Linked DNA regions of Sus scrofa: regions 1 and 2 are each linked to region 3. Evidence: chromatin contacts called from public Hi-C and promoter capture Hi-C data. All regions are on one chromosome and are shown on one strand. The core of a region is the stretch at or near the end of the contact, and the rest is flanking DNA. Distances in the headings are between cores, read along the strand shown. Region 1 holds the start of DSTN (destrin, actin depolymerizing factor). Region 2 holds the start of DTD1 (D-tyrosyl-tRNA(Tyr) deacylase 1). Region 3 holds the start of MGME1 (mitochondrial genome maintenance exonuclease 1).

Evidence for each region. Promoter capture Hi-C pulls out the DNA fragments that hold promoters and counts their contacts. Hi-C and Micro-C count contacts between places; a contact is called where the count stands out from the background.
Region 1: a promoter capture Hi-C map of liver shows a contact between it and region 3, with 6 times the contacts expected there. The contact joins the promoter of DSTN here to the promoter of MGME1 in region 3. A contact is called at or near these places in 3 of 5 promoter capture datasets (fetal liver, fetal skeletal muscle and liver), 1 of 47 Hi-C or Micro-C datasets (heart right ventricle) and 2 of 2 datasets of contacts at active chromatin or transcription factors (alveolar macrophages and skeletal muscle).
Region 2: a contact with region 3 is called in a Hi-C map of liver, with 6 times the contacts expected there. The contact joins the promoter of DTD1 here to the promoter of MGME1 in region 3. A contact is called at or near these places in 2 of 47 Hi-C or Micro-C datasets (heart right ventricle and liver) and 1 of 2 datasets of contacts at active chromatin or transcription factors (alveolar macrophages).

Annotation. Positions count from the first base shown.
Region 1 is chr17:25,997,543-26,000,711 of Sscrofa11.1, forward strand. DSTN (destrin, actin depolymerizing factor) reads left to right here and starts at 1,288. Exons shown (of 4, transcript NM_001004031.1): 1 at 1,288-1,343. The coding sequence starts at 1,341.
Region 2 is chr17:26,809,615-26,812,441 of Sscrofa11.1, forward strand. DTD1 (D-tyrosyl-tRNA(Tyr) deacylase 1) reads left to right here and starts at 1,525. Exons shown (of 6, transcript XM_003134277.6): 1 at 1,525-1,756. The coding sequence starts at 1,714.
Region 3 is chr17:26,380,175-26,383,028 of Sscrofa11.1, forward strand. It overlaps MGME1 (mitochondrial genome maintenance exonuclease 1), which reads left to right and starts at 1,387. Exons shown (of 5, transcript XM_021078251.1): 1 at 1,387-1,404. The coding sequence starts at 1,387. It overlaps SNX5 (sorting nexin-5), which reads right to left and starts at 1,503. Exons shown (of 14, transcript XM_021078329.1): 1 at 1,245-1,503; 2 at 924-1,005. The coding sequence starts at 974.

The sequences.
Region 1 (3,169 bases), core at 38-2,537, 380 kb before region 3:
ATCACCATAACCTACTCTCTTATAAAAAAGAAAAAACAAACAAAAAACAGAAGAGTAATGAGAAATCAGCTTCTACGTTGAATGGCCAAAATAATAGTCACAGGCAATATAGATTTTATACAGTGCTCAGAAAAAAACAAAAAACATGTTGACCATCTTGTCCAAAAGCCTCACACTGGGAGAATTAAAATAGTTTTAGTAGAGCCCGTGATGTTTTCGGTAGCCTAAATTAAATAAAACTTAAAAGTAATCATCCTGACTGTAAATTCTTTGTTTCCTTTATTCCCCACAAAACCCCCTCCGAAAAAAACACTGGGATTCCTTTTGGCTCTCCGAAAATTGTGTTTCTGATGCAACCGCCCATTAAAAAAACGCAATCCCAAATTAAAAAAAAAAAAAAAAACAAAACCCAAACGTAGCAGCGGGGCTGGCGCCACCATCCCAAGGCAACTCCGCCGTTTCCCAGCCACACCCCTGCGATCTGCAGGGCCTCCTTCCCCGGGCTGTACCCAAAGATAAATAAATCACTCCTTGTTTTTTTCCAGACCTGAAATTAGCAGTGACTCACAGAGCACTTTGAACGGCCACAGTCGCCTCGGGAAGGAGGAAAAATGTGCAGATTTTTCCCCTCTCCCGAGGACCCGACGTTCCGGGCTGGGCCAATCAGGGGAGGATAGCGGGAATCGCACCAAAGTAGGTAAAAAATGCGGGACGCGTGCCCTTCAAGACCGCCCGCGCTAGGGATCCCGAGGGTCCTCCCTCCGGTCTTCTCCGTCGCGGGCCCCGCCCACCCTTTACCCCCAACCCTCTCCCCCCCACGCCACGCCGTCCCGCGCCCTCCCAGGCCCGCCCCTAGCGGCGGCGCACACCTGTTGGGCCAGGTGGCTACTTCCATGTAAGGGCAACGGCGGTGCAGTGGGCGGGGTGCCACATGGCTCCGCCCCGGACCCTCGCCCGCAGGCGCCAGTCCAAGCTCCGCCTCCTCTTCCCTTGCAGTTGAAGGAGGGCCTCACCTCCGCCCCCACGGACACGAGATGATGAGGGGTACCTAGTCCTTCAGTCTCCAGAAGGTGAAGAAGATCCCGCCGGCCAGGCGTCTGAAGGGCCGCCTGGGCAGAGCGTTGCTAGGCCGGCCGGTTGCGTAGCAACGGTGGGCAGCGTGTGACGTGCGCAGCCGCGTTAGGGCCCGAGGCGCGCCCGCGCTCCCGCCCCCTGGTAGGCTCACGCCCCGCGTCGCCTCGCGGCTCGATACCTCGGACCAGCTGCTGTGAGGTGAACACTCGGTAGACTCGGCTCCGGCCGGCTCGGTCTCCCGCGCTTCTGCGACCGCCGAGGCGAACATGGTGAGCAGGCGGGAGCCCGAGACGTTGGCTGACGCGGCTGTGGCGCCGCGGGGGTCGGGACGGAGGGGGAAGGATCCGGGCTGGGCTGCAGCCTCCCGGGGGCAGGGTCTCGGGCTCCCACCGCCCGCGGACTTGCTGGGCCCCCGCGCCCCGGGGCGGCCCCCCGGCAAATGCGTCGCTCGGTGCCGCCGTGAGCGTCGCCTCGGCGGTGCCTTTCGCCCGGGCCTTGGTAGACTGGCCGGGGTCGAGCGCGCGCCACCGCCCCGCCGCCCCACAGCGACTTCGACCCGGGGCCTGACCTCCCGGGGTGGGGGCGTCGGAGTCCGGCGCGGGCCTGATTAGCGCCGGTTTCGTCGAAGCTGGGCGCGGAGGCGGTCATGACTCTTACGAGTTTCGACCGGTGAGGTTTTTGTACCTCGTTAAGGAGATGCTGGATTGAGCAACCCTGGGGGGCGGAATGATCATCTACGATCCTGACCCAGGCAAGATGAGGATCGGGGTGTGTGTGTGTGGGGGGGGCGGCCTCGCGGTCGCTTTGTTTGTCGCGTCTGGCAGTCAGCTTCCAGCAGCACTCTCGTCGTACTTGTCAAGCTAGGCAGTGGCTCTTTTAACCCCTGACTGTCCGGTTTCTCCACGTACGGTCAGAAATTTTCTTTAAACCGTAAACAGTTTTGCTCTGCCAAACCTTAGCGTGCAAGGTGTGGGCATGATGCTGGTGATGCTAATAAGAGTGAATGAAAAAGCTTTTTAAAGTCCATTAAATCATCCGAGTCACTAAAACGTGAACAGATGTTCCGTATATTCTAGGCGTTGGAGACTGCTTAATTTACGTATTTCCCCTTCCAAACTCACTCTAATTTGCTGTAAAACTGTTCTTAACTGGATGAACAAGTAGAACATTTTGTTATTTTCTTTAGTCTGCACACGTTGTTACCATTTTTGGTCAATGATTTGCAGGCAAAGGCTTACCACATTGCTAGAAATATTACACTGTTACTGCATCTATCTGCCTGAAAGCAGTTGGTACCAGTGTATCTGCATTAAAAATGTTATCACTGGAAAACAGTTTTGGTTTTCTTAAGAAATTGCACCTTTCATGGCTATGCAGATTGGCTCATTAGTGGAAGAAAAAGAAATTAGTTTTTCTAGTCTTCAGTGGTTTCTTGATGACTTGAGGATACGTAGCCGGAATGTATTTTTCAGTTTTTGATTTTTCCTTAATTTAATTCTGTAAGCTACATAGAGGATCAGCACTTTAAGACTTAAAATTTAAGATTATACTACTTTGTATTATTGCCTTACATTGAAAGACTTAATCTAAGGATTTGGGGTTCTCATATATTTAAAACCAGCCACGCTTATGAACGCTCATGAATCAGGTTGGAGCATGCCTTCTAATTTGATATAATTTTATTTTCTGTTTGAAAATAGGACAGAGTCTTTTTACTTTAAAGTTCAAGTTTAAAGCCTAATTTCCTTATTTCTACACATTAAAATAAAAAAGTCTTTTTTTTTAAATTTATGGTTTGGAAAGAGGAGAAATAAAAATTAAAAGAGTTCCTTCCCTGGCACAGTGGGTTAAGAATCCAACTTCAGCGGCTTGGGTGGCTGAGGAGGTGTGGGTTTGATACCCCACCTGGCACAGTGGGTTAAAGATCTGGCAGTTGCGTCTGTGGCTTGGATTCAGTCCCTTACCTGGGAACTTTCATATGCTGCAGGTGTGGCCATATGATTAAAAAAAAAATCAAGGTGGCTGGATTCCAAATTCATTTCAAACTTGACCTCCTTAGGGAGGCCAAGAAGACCTTACAGGTTATTCTTGTTTG
Region 2 (2,827 bases), core at 275-2,774, 430 kb after region 3:
TGTCCTCATGGATGCTAGTCATTCGTTTCTGCTGAGCCACAAAGGGAATGCCTGGCTTCAATGCCTACCGATTCAACAGTCCAAGGACCCAAGTGGGTAAGGGGACATCAGAGTGACTTTCCTGCTTCTGCTGTTTTCTCAAAGTCCTTAAACTCAAACATATTCAATATGCTGAGTTGCCATATATGGGGTAGAGAGTCCTTATAACCTGGGGGGGCCCTGTGGGGCCTTCCTGTGACAGCCCTCCCCTCATCCCATAGTACCCAGATAATAGTATCTGATAAACATTTCTGAGTTGTTTTACAGATGCTAAAACCCCCACCAAATGGAAGAAATTAAATACTTGATCATCCTGAGCAAGTAGCCTCCAGACATACTAGCACCTAAGGATTGATAATTGTGTGTGTGTTTGTGTCTGTCTGTGTGTCTGTCTTTTAGGGCCACACCGAGGCACATGGAGGTTCCCAGGCTAGGGGTCCATTTGGAGCTGTAGCTGCCAGCCTACAGCACAGCTCATGGCAATGCCAGATCCTTAACCCACTGATCGGGCCCTGGGATCAAAACCAAGTCCTCATGGATGCTAGTCGGGTTCGTTAACCGCTGAGCCATGATGGGAACTCCAAGGATTGATAATGTTACCTGTGATGGTGCCCTGTTTCCTCACCATCAGCTAGAGAACTGTGCATGAGCTGATCACATGCCCTGTGACCCCCCTCCCCACCACCTGGTTGAAACCTTTCTGGGAGTTTGGAGTTATTGAGCATGAGACACCTGTTCTCCTAGTAGGGCGCCATTACAGTCAACACTGCACGTTCCCTCACCACAACCTGGTATCAGTAGATCGGCTTTACTACACATGGGCAAGCAGACCCAATTTTGTTTCCAAACCCCATCACTCTACACCCACAAGTACTGTTACACTGTAAGGGGACACATGAGAGGGGCTTGTTTTTATCAGTGATACTAATTTGTCAGGGTAATACTTGTACAGTCCTTTCAGCTTCTAAGCACTTGTATATTTTATTCAAATCTTTTAACGATCCTGTGAGAGAGACTAAGCATCAGTATTAGAGAAGGGATTAGAGTAACATAGTCATGTATCTGCAGTGTCCTGACATGGCTAAGTCAAGTGAATACGGAAACACTTAAATGGCTGCTTTAGGCAGTAGATCCTCTTCTATCTGGCTTCTGAGGAACCACTGAGACAGGAAGACAAGGGAAAAAGAATTTGGGAGGGTCTGGGGCCTGAGGGGTGGAAAATGAAAAGAGAAACACAATTAGGATTAGGAGTCTGGACAACAAAGCTGGGATTTAGTTACGACTGGTTCTTAGGCCCGAGATGTGAGAAGAAACAGGTGCAGAAACTGCTGTCAGGGCACCTGTGAGTGTGGCTGGGGGTGGGGACTGGGAAGGGGGTTGCTGGATCCCAGCGTTGGGGCGTGGCTCAGCTGTGGGTGGGGCAGGATCGAGAATGGGTGGGGCCTATGACGGGGGCGGGGCTATACTTAGGGCTCAGGTGGGCGTGACCGACGCCGGCGGGAACAACCTGTGGGTGGGCGTGGCCGACGTGGGCGAGCTGCCGACTAGCGGGTCCTGCAGGGCCGCCCGCGCACTTCCTGGTGTCACCCGCAGAGGGCGTCTGTCGCCGCGCCGCCTGGAGAGTCTCGAGGCCGGAAGCCGTCCGGCGCCGCCCCGCTCGCCCCAGCCGCCGCCATGAAGGCCGTGGTGCAGCGCGTCACCCGGGCCAGCGTCACAGGTCAGTCGGGCGGGGCCGGGCCGGGAGGAGCCGCCCCTGACCCCGCGCCCGGCCGACACGGCCACCCCCGCGAGGGTTCCCCCGCGCCGCCCCGGGGCAGCTGCAGCCCTGCGCGAGCTCGGTCCCCGGCGGCGCGCAGCCCCGGCCGGCTTGCGGTGCCGTCCACGTGCCCGGGGGGTCCCGGCGCGGCCCGAGCTGCAGGGTTTCCGCTTAGGGTTCACGATGAACGCGCCTCATTATTTTCACCAGCGTTTCTTTCAGTCCTGAGTGCCAGGTGGCCGAACCTCCTAGCATCCTCTGAGCACCTCTGTGGCCCGTTCTTCGTGGAATGTTGCACAAACAACATGTAGGGAGCATTTCCGGAGCAAGAACTACCCATTTTGCAACCTTCTGCTCGACATTTTCCTTTTGTTGCCCATTTTCTCCATATCCCAGTTTTGATGGAGCTTGACGCCCAGTGAGATGCACAGCTGTGAAGAGTTGTCGGTAGGGGTGAGTTCTGACCGTGTGTCCGCCCACGTGCCCAGCGCCCAGCCCCGGTGCAGCGCGTTCCTGCCCAGGACTCCCCTTCCTCACCGAGCCCTGAAGGGACAGTCAGAATCTAAAGGATTCAGGATGAGATGTTTCTCTTTTCCACCAGTTTCTTGTTGACCAAGCCACCCAACCATTAGTCATCAGTTGATCACTGTAGTCTGGTTTGAGCATCAGGGGTCCAGATGATTAATGGATAGAACGGAGTCGTTTATATTTTTGTTTGTTTGTTTTTTTTTTTTTACTTTTTGGTGGCATCCGCAGCTTGAGGAAGTTCCTGGGCCAGGGATGGAACCCGCGGCCACTGCTGTAAGCACAGCAGTGACAATGCTGGATCTTTAACTCACAGTCACCACACATTTCCTAGAAGGGAGTCGTTTTAAAAAACTCAAGCCAAGATAGTAAAGATATCAGGAAATTTTAAATGACTAATTTTAGATTATCTTCCAGTTTTTTGTTTTTTGTTTTTTTTGTTTTTGGCAGAATTCTAATACTGTTTCATTCAGGTAATCCTAGATAGCCTTTCCTTCAAGCCAGTCC
Region 3 (2,854 bases), core at 137-2,636:
CTGCTTTGGAATGTTCTAGAAAAAGAATCGTTCTCAAGTCCCCACTTCCGGCTTTGGGAGGGGGTTACTTCTTTCAACTTTAAAAGAAAAATACCCCAAGATCCCAATTTCATTTCGGTAACTAATACAGCAATGACACCCTTACTGGAATAACTCAGCAGCTGTATCTGAGCTTTGGCACAAACTAAAGTTTCTCCAAGAGCTATGGATCAAATGTGCCTTAGATTGCTAAAGAGATCCTTCCAGGTTTCTTAAATTCGAGAGTGCCTCCAATTTTTAGAATAAATTTCATTTTCTGTCAGATTAACTTCTGTTGACGATTTTGCACAAAACGTTGCTGCTCATACCAATCTCTATAAATTTCAAAACGGGTAAAGGACCAATAAAGGCGGAAGCTTGCCCGTAAACCTTTTACTAGCTAAAGTAACATGAATTTATTGCATCAGTTACCTTTCAGACCTAAAGATCTAAGAGCCTGGGGGTAATTTACATAATAAGTCTTCAACTATTCGAGCACCTACTAAAAATGACAGAACCTCCACAGTGACGCATTTAGCGGTTAATTGTAACGAATACGCTGCATATTTGACTCGATAAAATTTCCCCAGTATCTGAGCCAAAAAGTTTTCTCGAGGGAATGGGACGCGGATCGGAGGCAACAACAACAAAAAAAATCAAGCTGTCATTTGTCGCAACAGCGGATTTCACGTTCACAAGCCGGTCTCCACCGAGCCAAGGGAAGTTCCAGGAACTTTTCCACGTCAAGCACGCGCTCCCGGGTCTCCAAGGAGCGCCCCAGGGAGCCCAGAGGGAGGACAGCCCTGGGGCCCCAAGGAGTAATCCGCGGCCGGGGGAAGGAGTGTGGGGTCCGGGAGATCACCGGGGCCTCCCAAGCTGGAGCCTGAGGGTGGGCAGGGCCTCACCTTGCTGCGATCCTCCTCCTGCTGCTGCAGCAACTCGGGAACCGCGGCCATGGCGACGCGGGCCTCGAGCGGGGCCGCCTGGCTGTGCGAGGAAAGAAGAGGCTGGGCCGCCGCCGCCGCCGGGGAGCCTCTCAGGGGCGGCCGCGGCCCCGCCTCCGCCAGCCTCCCTGCCCGACGGCGGCGGGAGGCCTCGGGACTCCGCCACCATCCCAGCAGCCCCAGGAAAGGCGAGCGGCGCCCCACGTGCTCCCCCTGAGAGGCCTCCCCCGTCCCCTCTGCCGTCCATCTTGGAGCCGGGCAAAGAAGTTACTCGGGGCCTACCCTCGCTCCGGGCCACGCGGAAACCGCCGACCGTAGGGCCGCGACGGAAACGCGGAGCCCTTAACACCTGCCAAGTGAGGCGCCTCTCGCGAAAGACCGTGCGCTCGTGCGGGGGAAATTTATTACTCAGCCAGAGTCCAAGATGGCGACGACCTCTGACGTAAGCAAAATCTCGTGAGAGAGAAAAGGCGCGATTCGGAGGCGCCCGCGCTTCGGCCAGCGGGGCGGTTCTCCCCATGGTTCCTTAATTGTCAATGGAGAAGAACGAGGGACTAGGGGCGGGACGTGAGCTCCGCACTGCATGCTGGGACTGCGGTTTGTGGGGCGGGGCCTAGTTGGGGACGGAGGCGCGGGACGGATGAAAAGTACGCGCCAGAGGGTTGTTCACACCCTGGGAGTTACCAAAGCGTGGTGGCCTTGAGGTACCTACCCCTGCCATGGGCTGGGCTTCTGTTTAAGCTGCCTCTTCCCTCATCCTGACTCCCATTCGAGGGGCCGCAGGCGACATCTCCCCCACTATGGTTCCGCCGCTATCAGAGCGGGAGGCCTCCTTGGGGGAGTATGGGTTAGTGGGCCCTGGGGACTGCCGCCCTCCAGCTCAGGAGCTCCTTAAGACTGATCTCAGTAGTGCCCACTGAGTGTTAGGGGCTGAATGAGAAATCACACAGAATTAATTAGCCAAGAATCTAACATTTGGGAATTAGTGGTAAACTTAACTATGACTGGCATGCCTCCTCTAGATCCTGGTATTTCTTTTTCTTTTTTTTTTTTTGTCCTTTCTAGGGCCGCACCCACGGCACATGAAGGTTCCCAGGCTAGGAGTCAGAGCTGTAGCCGCTGGCCTAAGCTGCAGCCACAGCAACGCAGGATCCGAGCCGTGTCTGCGACCACAGCTCACGACAACACCGGATCCTTAACACACTGAGCGAGGCCAGGGATCGAACCCACAACGTCATGGTTCTCTAGTCGGATTCATTAACCACCGCGCCACAACGGGAACTCCGGTCCTGGTTTTTCTTTACACACGCCTCCCTTCCTAGGCGTAGTACTTCTCCGTATTGAATATTGGAGACATCTTGCCCCAAACTGTCTTCTAGTTCTCAATAACTGCTGGTCCTTTAAAAGTAGTTTTGTCTGAATATTACCAACCTTGGCTGCAGCATAGGCTATAAATCGACAGAAGGGTTGTTGGGGCAAGGAATAGCGACTTTATTGGAGAGCAGGCACTCAGAGAAGATGGTGGAGGAGTGTCCCAAAGAACCATCTTATCAGTTAGTATTCAGGCTTCCTTTATACTAAAAGGAGGGGGGAATTCCCATCATGGCTCAGTGGTTAACGAATCCGACTAGGAACCATGAGGTTGCAGGTTCAATCCCTGGCCTTGCTCAGTGGGTTGAGGTTCCGGCGTTGGCGTGAGCTGTGGTGTAGGTCACAGACACAGCTCAGATCGTGTGTTGGTATGGCTCTGGCTAGGCTGGCAACTACAGCTCCAATTCGACCCCAAGCCTGGGAACCTCCATATGCCACAGGAGCTGCCCAAGAAATGGCAAAAAGACCAAAATAAATAAATAAATAAAAGGAGGGGAATGTGGCTGGTTGTTGCCAACTTC